Regions from separate parts of the Mus musculus genome. Here all the other regions are linked to region 2. The links are chromatin contacts, called in public promoter capture Hi-C maps. All regions are on one chromosome and are shown on one strand. The core of a region is the stretch at or near the end of the contact, and the rest is flanking DNA. Distances in the headings are between cores, read along the strand shown. Region 1 holds the start of Chuk (conserved helix-loop-helix ubiquitous kinase). Region 2 holds the start of Oga (O-GlcNAcase). Region 3 holds the start of Pdcd11 (programmed cell death 11).

Evidence for each region. Promoter capture Hi-C pulls out the DNA fragments that hold promoters and counts their contacts.
Region 1: a promoter capture Hi-C map of liver shows a contact between it and region 2, with 3 times the contacts expected there. The contact joins the promoter of Chuk here to the promoter of Oga in region 2. A contact is called at or near these places in 5 of 39 promoter capture datasets (the 3T3-L1 cell line, hippocampal neurons, liver and 1 more).
Region 3: a contact with region 2 is called in a promoter capture Hi-C map of liver, with 2.5 times the contacts expected there. The contact joins the promoter of Pdcd11 here to the promoter of Oga in region 2. A contact is called at or near these places in 4 of 39 promoter capture datasets (erythroid cells, liver and pre-B cells), 3 of 115 datasets of contacts at active chromatin or transcription factors (double positive thymocytes, embryonic stem cells and thymic regulatory T cells) and 2 of 9 other capture datasets (adipose tissue and liver).

The regions. Positions count from the first base shown.
Region 1 is chr19:44,104,542-44,109,061 of GRCm38.p6, reverse strand. Chuk (conserved helix-loop-helix ubiquitous kinase) reads left to right here and starts at 1,585. Exons shown (of 21, transcript NM_007700.2): 1 at 1,585-1,774. The coding sequence starts at 1,670. It overlaps Cwf19l1 (CWF19-like 1, cell cycle control (S. pombe)), which reads left to right. Exons shown (of 14, transcript NM_001081077.1): 14 at 1-425.
Region 2 is chr19:45,780,768-45,784,935 of GRCm38.p6, reverse strand. It overlaps Oga (O-GlcNAcase), which reads left to right and starts at 1,383. Exons shown (of 16, transcript NM_023799.4): 1 at 1,383-2,004. The coding sequence starts at 1,806.
Region 3 is chr19:47,088,418-47,093,026 of GRCm38.p6, reverse strand. Pdcd11 (programmed cell death 11) reads right to left here and starts at 2,261. Exons shown (of 36, transcript NM_011053.2): 1 at 2,160-2,261; 2 at 127-245. The coding sequence starts at 228. Atp5md (ATP synthase membrane subunit DAPIT) reads left to right here and starts at 2,380. Exons shown (of 4, transcript NM_023211.5): 1 at 2,380-2,454.

The DNA.
Region 1 (4,520 bases), core at 336-2,835, 1.7 Mb after region 2:
GATTCTATGCAAACACAGTCAGTTCCACCTTAAATATGACTATGATTTAAGGAGCAGCACAGGGAGAAACAGCAGTGTGAGCACAGGAGGACGCTGCAAGCTGGAAGCCAGAAGACAGGAATTGGTCATTGTTCCTGTATAGACCACGAACAGTTTCACTTTGTTCTCATAAAAATCTCCTGACCTCCATTTTGTTTCTGAACAACAAAAAAACTAAAACAGTCTTGGAAACCTGAAGATTGTGGAGCCTGACAGGAACCATTTTACAGTTAAAAAAATTAAAAGGCCAGGTCTTTAATCTTAGCATTCTGCAGGCAGACCAGTGAGTTTTAAGGCCAGCCTGGTCTACATAATGAGTTCCAAGTCAAACAGGGCTATAGCAATAAACCTTGAGTTGCATTTTAATTATAGAATATTTAAAAAGCAAACTCACTGTAGAAACCAGTTTGAGTAATTTAGACAGAATTATCTTGGCTGGAGTTTTCAGCATCCCTCGAGTACAAATTATGAAACTGCATCCCACCTGTCACTCCTGGCTCTACCATACACAGCAAATGAGGTTTCATCCTGTTACATGACCGTCTCCTCTGCTCTAAAGATGCTCTCTCAGAGCCTCATTTCTATTACCTTCAAGTTTAATATTCCAATTCCATGAAAGATATGAAAATAATAGAAACCAGTTTATCGAATACCACTCACTATTAGTGACCCACAACATCGAATTGCATGCTGACGTTGAGAATTTGATTTTATGCTGACTCTTACACTTTTGAGTTATTAGCATCGCTAGCTTCAGCCCGGTACAAGCTTGTAATCCCAGTCTTGGAAAGACGGAGAAATACGTTCTAGTCCAGGCTGGACTGTATTGAGATCCTGTCTCAGAACAGGACACCTAGAGTCCATGAAGTGGATAACCCACTCAAATGGCTAGGTGGGTTGGCTTTCCCTGTGCAGCCCACCACTCAGAAGTATGCCTCTCTGGACCGAGAGCTCCTCCAGGCTTGTCTTTATAGCCCTGTGGTGCACCTCAGAAACAATTCCAACTCAAGTCGGAGAGAACAAGGCTGATAAACAGTAAGGTCGGTAGGGAGACTCACGAAGTCGCGAAGAAGAGTTTTCACTCTGGAATAAGTCACATCCTTGGTTGGTTTGGGATTATGGAGAGATTCTGATTTACAAGGCTAATGAATCAACAGGGCGGTTAGCGCAGTTTTCTTTAATACTTATGGTGGCCTTAACCGGTGCCGACCGGCGAGTGTGGTAGGATTCGAGGGGCAGAGGGCAGGGCTCTCAAAAAGATGAAATGTGAATGAGGTAGGGACAATGTGGATTTTAGAGTTTGGAGAGAGATCTATTTTAAATAAAAACACGTTGTATGAAACCTTCAAAGAACTAATTAAAAAATATCTATACAAACAAAAATAAAATAAATAGGAACCGCACGCACGATGGTCCTCGCAGGTTGGAAGTTGCCCAGGGCAAGCCGCTGGTGCCCAGTTTCCGGCAGCACCAATCCCAGGGTGATTCCAGGAGCTCGGGGCGGGACTCTGCATGCGGAAGCTAGCGGAAGTGACGCAGTCTCGCGAGACGGAGGACTCCGCAAGCCTCGGCGGCCCGGAACCGGCCTTAGACCGGCGGCGTTGCCTGAGGCGGCTGGCGCTCCCGCCCCATGGAGCGGCCCCCGGGGCTGCGGCCGGGCGCGGGCGGCCCCTGGGAGATGCGGGAACGGCTTGGCACCGGCGGTTTCGGGAACGTCAGTCTGTACCAGCACCGGGTGAGGCGGGGGGCGGGAGCCGTGGCGCGGGCTCTGTCTGGGCGTCCCTGGGACCCGAGCTGTCAGTCAAGGTGGGAGGAGTGGTGGTCGCGACCCTGGACGGGGCTGGGGGCTGGGGCAGTGAGCGAGGGCGAGCGATGGAGCATCCTGCGCTTGTGAGCCTGGGTGGCCGCGGTCCAGGTGTGTCGGAGGTCCCCGGGCAGTGAGTGACAGGCAGCTGTTGCAGCTGTGTGTGGTGATGAGGAGTCTGTACAAAGTCGAGTGCCGATGCGTGTTGTGTGTTTTGTGTATGTGTGTTGTGTGTGTCTCCGTGTGCCTGCTCACACTCCCTCGGGAGCGAGCGGTGTGATCCACTGGAGACTGGACTAGACGAGAAACCTTACGGGTGTGTCCAGAGTTGACCCTTGGGAAACATTGACAGACTTTGGAATTGGAGCGTTTCAGGTAAAAACCAGGGTGAGGGTAAGATGATGAAATCGATCCTTGCTTCGGAGGAAAGAAAATAGAGGGGTTTGTTCTGCAGAAGACAGCTAAGATCAGGCTCAGGAAATTTGTTTTGATTTATCGAAGAACATGTAACCGTTACAACAGCAGTTATTCCTGTCCTTAAAAGGTTTTCAAACTAACAGTCACTTTTCTTACTTTAACGTGTTGTTGTTAATGTTCGGGGTGGAACACAGGACCTTGCACATGCTAGGCAAATGGTCTACCGTTGGGTTACAGCCTCAGCCCTAGTTAATCATGTTTGAGTTGTGGGTCTTTTGAAAAGTCAGTAAAACGCATCTTTTCTCCGGAAAAAAAAATCATATCAATACAAGCCAGTGCATTATTAGTGAGGGTTTTGCTTTCCTGAAGGGTGTAAGGAATAGATCTTGAACACCAATCATTGTAGTATAGGATTTGTTGACTGTAAAATATTTAGAAGAATATACATACATTCTGGGCCTGCTTGAGAGTTGAGTCAGATGGTAACAGAGACGTTAGGAAGTACAAGATAGGTACTGTAATTCCGCTGATAGCTCTCCACTGTCAAGTTATGGCAACCCTCATTACTTGGACTTTTATAAAAGGAGCAGTAAGATAAAAATGGTGTTCTGGAACATCATATATGAGGAATACGTTTTAATTAGAAAAACAGTAAGCCAATTACAGGACATGAAATGATTTAGTTGATTGCTATATCAGGCGCTGATGGTACCCAAATCAACAAGAATAATATGTTCTACTCTGAAGGAGCTTTCCGTTTCAGAGAGGGGGTGGGCATGGTGGCATCCTCTTGTAATCCTAGTATCAAGGGTTCTGAGGCAGGAGGATTTGGAGTTTGAGACCTGACTGGGTGGCTTTCATATCGTGCTCAAGGCCGGTGTCAGTTACATAAGAAGGCCCTGTCTCAGAAATAAACATTAAGTACAGTTTGATACCCTAGGCACTGAAAGATGTCTTAGGGTTTTATTGCTGTGAAGAGATACCATGACCAAGGCAGCTTTTATAAAGCAAAACGTTTAGTTGGGGCTGGTTTCAGAGGTTTAGTCAGTTCTCACTTGGTGGGACATGGTGGCACGCAGGCAGACGAGGCACTGAAGAAGTAGCTGTGAATTCTATATCCTTGACCCAAAGACAGCAGGGAGAGGCTGTGTCTCACCGTGGGTGTACCTTGCGCTTAGGAGACCTTAAAGCTTGAGCCTACAGTGACACACTTCCTCCAACAGTACCTAGTGCTGCCACTCTCTATGGCCTACCATTGAATCACATGAGTCTATGGGGGTCATCACACCCAACTTAGTCTCATTTAAAAAACAACAACAGCAAAAGCCCATCTTTTTGTTGTTGTTTGGCAACTATAAAGTTCCCAAGAGAATATTCTTTTTGAAAAGATTGAGTTTCTCGGGGTAGGTGAGTGTTGTGGTAAATATTTAAAAAGACCCTCCACCTCTCCGAGTTCCATCCAGCTACTCTCTGCCCGCCAACTCTCCGGTGGGGCTGCAGCTCCTAAGTTCCCTTTGCTGCTATGCCAACCCAACACAGCAACAGTCCACTCCACTATCAGCCACCACAACATCCAGCAACCCAGTAGAAACAAAACTCTAGAAGTTTATAATTAACCAGTCAGGTTTATATATCAATAAATTCTCAATTCACAACATGCCAATACAATAATTTCAAAACCAGTTGATACTGATAAAAGCTGCCCACCTAGGCTAGACAGATTATCCCATAACTACCTGTGGCTATTTAAAACCACACGGGATCAGAATCTTCTTCCTGTCCCTCCACCTCCATTTTGGCTTTCCTCTCTTCCTGAGATACTCTCTGTTTCTGCAACTCTTAGCTCTGCCTCCCTTTACCCTGCCCAGTCACAGGCCCCTTGCTGCACTAATATTTTAATGTAATTGGACAGGGAAAATCCTGCCTCAGGTGAAATATAAACTAAGGAGTTGAAGGATCTCTTGTGATTAATGACCTATACCAAATAGATAATTTTCTGCCTCATTCATATCAGAATTTAGGGCTTATTGGCTTTGTTGTGATAACACTTTATATAGGATGTAACTATTATCAGATACCTGCCTGTTTATAACAAAAGTGAAAGGAGTGAGCCCAGTGCTAAAGCTAGCTTGTAGTCTCTCTTAGCCCCAGACTGACCTTTTAGCTTTCTTCCTCCTCCTGGTTCCTAGTTAGACTAGTCCATCCAAGTCTTGCGCTCCCTGCTTCCCCCTTCCTCTTTTGGCCTCTGGGTACTGTTCTC
Region 2 (4,168 bases), core at 134-2,633:
GACTAGGCCATCTTCTGCTACATATGCAGCTAGAGACACGCGCTCTGGGGGTACTGGTTAGTTCATATTGTTGTTCCACCTATAGGGTTGCAGACCCCTTCAGCTCCTTGGGTGCTTTCTCTAGCTTCTCCATTGGGGGCCCTGTGTTCCATTTTATAGACTGTAAGCATCCACTTCTGTATTTGCCAGGCACTGGCATAGCCTCATACAAGAGACAGCTATAACAGGGTTCCTTCAGCAAAATCTTTCTGGCATATGCAATAGTTTGACTACTTTCTTAACATTGAACATGAGAGGTTTGTTCCCAAACAGGGCAGATTTTTTTTTTTTTTTTTTTTTTTTAGTCTTTTTGAGACAGGGTTTCTCTGTATAGCCCTGGCTATCCTGGAACTCACTTTGTAGACCAGGCTGGCCTGGAACTCAGAAATCCGCCTGCCTCTGCCTCCCAAGCGCTGGGATTAAAGGTGCGCCACCATCGCCTGGCTGGCAGATCCCTTAAGGAACCAAAATGTCAAGTGTACTCTGAGGCAAGCCCTTAGAGTACAGGAGGCAAGCCCTTAGAGGCAGGGTTTCCTTGGAAATGCTGATGCTAAGGCTAAAAGGGTCATGTCCCTTACGCACACCGCACACTCTCCATCGCCATAACAAACTCGCCTTCCACTCTCTTCTACTTTTATTAGACGTTTGTTTTCCCTGTGCTTGGAATGCAGTCTTTCTTCTCCATACGTAGTCTGGTGAATTTCATACCACAGCCTCTCCCAAAACAAACGTAGGGCTCAATCAGGCAGAGACGTAACAGCAGGTTTTAACCATATTATGAGGTCATAATGGTCCCAACAGCCCAGGATGAGGCAAACTCAATAAAACAGTTGACTGCTCAATTTAAAACACGGTTAACTCCGAAGACAGGATAGAAGAAACAATGAGTCAGGACAGAGGCGTGAGCTGAGCTCCTTGGCATGGTGTCTTCACAGAAGCAGACGTGGGTCAGGCAGCCCCGATGAGCCAAACTGGTACAACAATCTCCAAAGTAGGTCAGTGTCTCCTACCACTTTAAGAACTAGAAGTATCGTCCCGGCGCCTGCGCATTGAGAGGGTAAACACCTCCTTTCCGCCCCCCCCCCCCCCCTTCCTCCCAAACTCCCCGGCCGGCCGCATTCTCCCATGTTCCCCTCCTCCGGGTGGGGTAATGGTCCGACCCAGAGTGTGGCGCTCATCCCGGAGGGTGGCGAGCCAAAATGGTACGTCCCACCGCCGCACACCTCCGCGGTGTTCACGGCGCCCTTTGTCCTTTTTCTCCCCTAGCAAATAAAGCGCAATGGGCTTATCCCAAGGAAAGGCGGGGGAGCCGGGCTGGGGACCGGTCTGAGCCGGTCTGTAGCGCAGGCGCAGTGCGGATAAACAGGAAGCGGGCGGCAGAGGCAGCGGCAGGAGCTGCTTAGGGACTCCGGTGGGGGAAGAGAGCCGGAGACGCCGGGCTGTCCGGAGGGCGGCGGGCGTGGAGGACGAGCGAAGGCGCCTCCTCGGTCCTCCTTCCGTGGAGACGCGGCGGCTGCCTCGCCCTCCGCTTAGGCTCCCGGCTCCCAGCGCGGGGCGAGGCAGCGGCTGACAAAGGGCTCGAGCCGGTGCCGCCGCCCTTCTCATCCGGGCACTCCGGGCCCCCGCCGAGAGGAAGGGGGAAGGGCGGAGGGGGAGGGGAAGGAGCCCCGGAGGCGCGCGTTCGGAGCCGCGGCCCCTTTGCAGGGCTCCGGGCCTTTGGCCCAACGGACCGAGGCCGAAGGGGAGCGGTGGCCGGCGGCAGGAGGATGGTGCAGAAGGAGAGCCAGGCGGCGCTGGAGGAGCGGGAGAGCGAGCGCAACGCCAACCCTGCCGCCGCCTCGGGGGCTTCGTTGGAGCAGTCGGTAGCTCCCGCCCCCGGAGAAGATAACCCATCGGGAGCCGGGGCTGCGGCCGTGGTCGGGGCGGCCGGAGGGGCCCGCAGGTTCCTGTGCGGTGTCGTGGAAGGTGAGTTGGCCTTCCAGTCCCGCGTAGGTGTTCAGCCTCCGTCCCCGGGAGGGGCGTGCTGGTGACTTTTCCCGCAGTTCCCCGCCCCCAGGACGGGAGGCGTCCGTCATTGCTCACACGGGGTTACGGGGAGGAGACAGACGGTGGGCACACTTCTTTACCCTCCGCTATGTCACGGCTTCGGCGACTCCGGGCTATGGAGGAGCCTGACCCCACCCTCCTCTGGCTTAGAGCCACACAGATTTGTCGGAGGAGGAGGCGGTGGCAAGGAAGGAGCCTGTGGTCCGGCTGTGGGCTTCACTTCTTTGTACCTTGGGATCTTAGTCCGCAGAGATGCCTGCTTTCAGTTGAAATTTGTGCAGCGCTCCCATCCCCCGCCCCTATCCTTGTAAGGGGAAAAAAAATCAGCCCTCACAGGCACGTTTTTACCCGTGAAGGAGCGCAGTCAGCTTATTATATTACAGATTCCTTCAGGCTTAGGAAATTGTTTTGTTTTTATTTTTATTTATTTATTTTTGTTAGCCTGTAAGCCTCCTTCACCTCTTAAGACTCACTTGTAGCCCAGAAAAGTATCATCCTTTAACAATTGCTGTTTTTTTGACTTGGGAGTGTGTGTAAATACCAGTATATCATATCTCAGAGCATCTGTTATGTGGAGTTAGAATTCAGTGAAAGTCTTAATTTCTGTCTTCTCATTTACAGTTGAAAAGGACGAGGGCGTTTTGATAGTAAGGGAAGATGCCGGAAGATCTTAATTACAATTTCTGAAATAGAATGGGTGGATACCGAGCTCAGGAAAGCTTAGTTCTTCCCTAAGCACTCCGTAATTTGAGTTTTCTTATGGATTTTTTTGTTTGTTTGATTTTTGTTTTGTTTTTAGTGGCAAACTCAACGTTTTCTAGTTTCTTTCTCTATTATTATTATTATTATTACTGGGGAATATAAAAACTAGTACTCAGGACTGAAGAGATGGCTCAGCGATTAAGAGCTCTTCCGGAGGTCCTGAGTTCAATTCCCAGCAACCACATCCATGGTGGCTCACGACCATCTGTAATGAGATTCGATGCCCTCTTCTGGTGTATCTGAAGACAGCCACCGTGAACTTGTATATTAAATAAAATCTTGTTTTTTTTAAAAAAACAAACCAAAACATTTTAAAGACTAATACTCAAGCCAAAAGGGATAAAGTTAGGTTGGCCTCCTGGTTGAGAGCTCCAGCTTTTCCACTGTCATGGAAGACCGAGGTCGTAGGTCTGGTAGTTGAGAAAGGTTAATTGGAGGGAGAATATTCTTGGCAGGAAGACATGGAACAGCAGGGCAAAATTTGGGGGAGCACCGTTGTTCCTGGAGCCCAGATTTATGAAAACATGAGTGCTTTGTGCGTTATACATACTGGGCTTGCTGGAGTACAGACATTTTTAGGGGGAAAAAAGTGGAATTTTTTTTTTTTAAAGACATCATCACAGTTTTATTTCTGACAGAAACCATGGGTCTGAAACGGGTTATACAGAGTGCTAAGATCTTCCTGACTACCTGTTGTTCGGCTCGGCAATCTTCTGTAAATGAGAAAAGATGGAAGTCCTATTTGTGGGCAGGTCTCCTGTAGCCTAGGTGATCAGGAGCTGAAGCACAGAACGACCTTAAACTTGTTATCTTCCTGCCCTTGGAGTGGCCGAGATTGCAGACCACCATCCTACTTTAGGTGTAAGCTTTTGCTGTTGCTTTTTGTTTTAAATTTCCCCACACTATCCCAGTGTGTCATGGAATTCACTTTGTGTCCCAAACTGGCATTTAGTTTGAGGCCATCTTGCCATACAAGAGTCTTTATTGTATTGTCTCAGATCCTAGGATGGGGAAGGATAGGAAGAGAACTCTGAGGGATACAGAGAATTCAGAACTAGCCATGTTGTTGACAGTCTGTAATCTAGGGTTGGGAGGCCAGCCCTGGTAACAAAGTAAGATCTTGTTTTAGCAACAAGTGAAAGGAGGTAGCTTACTGTGCCTTCTCTTGGTAGTACTAAACGTGAATCTCTTTAAAGTATATTAAAACAGCTCTCATTGGATGTGGCTTACACCCTTGATCTTAGTGCTCTGAAACAGAGGCAGAATCAGATAGATATTCGAGGGTTTTTGAGGCCAGTGTGGTCTACAGAGCACGTTCCAG
Region 3 (4,609 bases), core at 1,012-3,511, 1.3 Mb before region 2:
TGAGGTGGTAGAGCCTCTTTAACAAGTTCAATTTCTAGAAGTGAAGTCAAAGAGAAACAAACTGGAAAATAACTGGTGCCAATGAGGCTCAGTCTTCCCAAAGATGCCAAACAGCACACCACTTACATCAAATAAGTTGTCTTGTTCAACCACCTGCTGGGAAGACTTCTCTGATTTGTGGAGTTTCCGTGTCCCCCCTCGGGGGAAGCTTTCCTCCAGGTTTGCCATGTTGGGGTCTTCTGCAGCTGATGGGAAGACAATGGTGAGCTCTAGCACTGATGGCTGGCTTCATAGAGCACATGATCAGCAGGCAAGAGAACCTTCTAGCAATGAACAAGATCCAAGAGTATGATTAAATAGTCCATATGCTGCTGTGTGGTGGTACACACCTTTAATCCCAGCACTACGGTGACAGGCCAAAAGGTCTGAGTTCGAGGCCAGCCTGGTCTATAGAGTAAGTTCCAAGACAGCTAGGGATGCATTAGAGAGAAACCCTGTCTCGAAACACCAAAAAAAAAAAAAAAAAAAAAAAAGGCATGTCAGGCTCCCATTTTTTTCATCTTTCCAATATTGTCTACCTCAAAACCACAAACTATACACTGTGCACGATCTTCCAGGAAATGCATTCTATGTAGCAAATGTTCATTTAGTGTTAATCATTGTAATTATGTGAGGTGTGTGTATATATATATAATTCCATACCGCCAAACATACATTATTTAGAAAACAAAATGTAGGTAAATTAAGGTAAGCCGGGCAGTGGTGGCGCACGCCTTTAATCCCAGCACTTGGGAGGCAGAGGCAGGCGGATTTTGAGTTCAAGGCCAGCCTGGTCTACAGAGTGAGTTCCAGGACAGCCAGGGCTATACAGAGAAACCCTGTCTCAGGGGGGAAAAAAGTAATTTAAGATACAAGTCAGATTATAATGCATAAACAAAAGAGAAGTGGCAGGATTCTGTAAAGATGAACACTTCATAAGAATGATGCTTTTGAGCTGTACATTAAATAAATAAAGAACCGGGTCTGGTGGTCCATGCCTTTAACTCCAGCACTTGGGAGGCAGAGGAAGGCCTATCTCTGTGAGTTTCAGACAAGACAGGACTCCATAATGAGACCCTGTCTCAAAAATAACTATAATAATAGTAAATAGAAATATGATGGTAGACAATGCTAAAAACAACAACAACAACAACAACAACAGAGAAACAAGAAAAAGTTTGCCAGGCGTGATGACACATGCCTTTAATCCCAGCACTTTGGGAGGCAGAGGCAGGCGGATTTCTGAGTTCGAGGCCAGCCTGGTCTACAAAGTGAGTTCCAGGACAGCCAGAGCTATACAGAGAAACTATGTCTCAAAAAAAAAAAAAAAAAAAGAAAGAAAGAAAGAAAGAAAAAGTTTATTTCTCAAAATACACCAACCAGTTGCCTGTCAAACAACTCTTCAAAGGCTTTCTAAAAAGCTGAATTATTCAATTAAGCTACAGGGAAAATAAAGCATGGTAACAACTTATATTTTAGAAAATAATTTGGCTCTTTGGTGAAAGATACTTAAAAAATTAATAGTTTGCGTTTACTTGGTACTTCAGAGCCATGGGGAACGTGACAAAATAATGGAGAATATTCCTCAGTCTACAGATTGGACAGAAGTGAAAGCCAGTGTAAGGATTTAAACGATGCACATCAGGGAAACCATGAGAACCAAGACGAGGTATAAATGAAGACGCAGGGCAGCCTGGTTGGTTCTGGGATACCTAGGAAGAAAACTTTAGTAGCCGAGTGAGACTGTGAAAGGGACGACGAACGAAAAATGTAAGGTTTGTTCTGTTATGGGTGCATGCTTCGTAGAAACAGTATAGCTCACAAGGTCTACTTCGCTGGGACTCTATAGTTCCCATTATAGACCCGATGAGACCGAGGCACCAAACAGTCTGGCGATCACGTAGAGAAGGCACTTAAGGTACCTGCAGAGGACAGCATGGCTTGCATGAACTGCTAGCTCCGAGGGGATTGAGGGAATAAGACCTCCCATCCCAAGCCAACTGTGCTTAGCACGAAACCCGGAGACCCAGGCCAGGAAGCCGAGGTGACAGGCATGAAGTCTCCTCCCTCCACGCCGAAGCTCCCGTGTCATCAGCCCCAAGGCTCCCACCGCCGCATACCTCACGGAGCGTCTCAACGCAATCGCACGCGCAGAACAGGGAGCCGACAGCTCCACGCGACTCGTCCACGAGCGTAGGTAAGACCAGGGCTACTTCCGTTCTGACGTCGGGTCTGACGCCGGCTGAAACGGGAAGTAGAAGGGCGGGACTTGGCGTTTATAGCCAATCCACGCCGAGGGCCGAGTCGTCGCGGCCTGTCGGTCGCGTGCGGGGAGGGGGCGTCTTCCGGTCGGGCCGAGCTCGTCGCTAGGTTTGTTGAAGGACATCGGCCGCCGAGTTTGGGGTTCGGACGAAGGTGGGTGAGAAAGCGCTCTTGGCTGCTCGGTCCGGTGATTGAGCTTTGTAGGGCCGACTAGAGTCTGGCCGTTTTTCCAGCCCCGGAACAGCGCGAGGTTTTCTTTTTGCGGGGAGACGCTGGGGAATGGGAAAGGCGCTGGAGAAAATGAGGGTCAGGGCCCCATGGCGGATCTAGGAAGCCTCAGCACCGCGAGTGACGAGCGCCCCAGGGCTCGCACGGTTAGCGGAGAGCCTTATGCCCCACTTCCCAGTGTGGATTGGGAGTGAGGCCGGTCGAGAGGGGAGCTCCCCAAGGTCATCCATCCAGTGGATGTTGAGAGAGGACTCTGGATTTTGACCCCATCTCTGGCAGAGTTCGTGTGTCTTGGCCTCTATGGCCATAGCGATTTGTTTCCTCCGAGCTGCGATCGGGAAACCAGGTCTCCTTTACCTGCGCCGTGGCCTTTGTCAAAACCAGAGTAAACGTGGAATGGCCCTGCGGTTCTCCAGGCCTGGGCTCTAAAAACGGATTAGATTTTGTATCCCAGCGGTTCTGAACCTGTGGATCATGATCGCTTTGACAAGCCTCTATCTCCAAAAATATTTATTTACATTACGAGACTCCTAGCCGTAGCAAAATTACAGCTGTGAAGGAGCAACGGAATAATTTTATTGGGGGAGGGGGAAGAGAGGTTTCACCACAACAGAAGGAAGGTCGCAGCATTAGGAAGGTTGAGAGTCACTGCCGTGTTTGATCAGTGCAAGGGTTTCCACAGAGGCTGTTTGCTGCTTGTGGTCCTTTGACTTTCATCTTCCTTATACCTGGTGATGGCACTACTCCAGATAGGTGCCCATAAGACGGGAATAGCTGTATCCAGGAGCCTGTTACAAAGCAAGGGCAGCTGCTCACCCCAAGACTTTAATGAAATGCCCATTTCACATGGAAAGGCTGGTGGTATTTAATAGTAGTTATTGGATTATTTAGAAACAGAAGCAAAACCTGTCAGCTTAGACTTTGTAGCAGGCTGCTGTTCAACAGTAGTACATTTTTTTAAAAAATACTAACTCACAGGCTCACAATTATTAGTCTTTGGTGATTTTTTTCCACTACCAAATGGCTCTAAGCTTGCACATGACTGCAAGGACAGGACATTTTAGTTTTATTTGTTCCTATTGCCAGGTGTGAATGGCTTGTCCCTCTAGTCCCAACACTGTTGGGCAGATCTCTGTAATTTCAAGGCCAGCCTAATCTATGTAGTGAGTACAGGCATCTGGGGCTACAGACTGAGATAAATAAAATAAAATAAAAATTCCATACAGGGCATTGTTAACAATATTAACTGTTAAAAAAGGTCATTGTCCTAAAACAATATGCAGTTTGTTGGAAGGTGCTTTAAGCCTTAATATCACCTTTGCTTGCCATGTGGTGGTGCCACACACATTTACTCCCAGAACGCAAGGCCAGCTTAGGTCTACAGAGTGAATTAATCCTGTCTCTCCATGACAGTGACGGCAAAGACATCACCATCGACACCACTTAGATGGAAATCTAAGCTTCCTTTAAAACCCCAGTTCCCGTACCTTCCCTTTGTTCTGCAGTCAGAATGAGTTGTCTTTGGAATACATCATCCTTCTTGCAGTATTCTATAGAATGAAATTTAAGCATCTCAATATTAACCAATTATGACCAAATCTCCTCCTAACGGTGAAAGGTATCAATCACTTAAAGAGTTGAGAAGGTTGATGAGCTGGCAACGACAAGGAGTCTTAGTTTTCCGGAGGGTTTCTCATGAGAACCTACTTCATAACTTTAAAGAATGTATCATGAAGTAAATGGAGAAGAATGCTTTGGGAGTGTAGTGAAGGGGAGCTGGAACTATGAAGGGTTTGGTTGTTAATAGTGATTTTCCTGCTTTGGCTAGATTGGCCAAGATCTGTGAAAGAGACCCAGGGAAATTTAGATTTTCTTCATTGTTCCAGTAACCATTATGAAAGTATTCAAAATTAAGGTCTCAAATTTTGTTGCATGAATGCATCTGAAACCTTTGAATAGTTAATAGAAGGGTGTGCTGGCTTCCATAGCAACAATACCCTTATGTTTTCTCCTACTCCCATTTAGAAGCTAACCAGTCTGCCAATCTTGCCTGGACCTTGACCAGCTAGTTCAAGTTGCT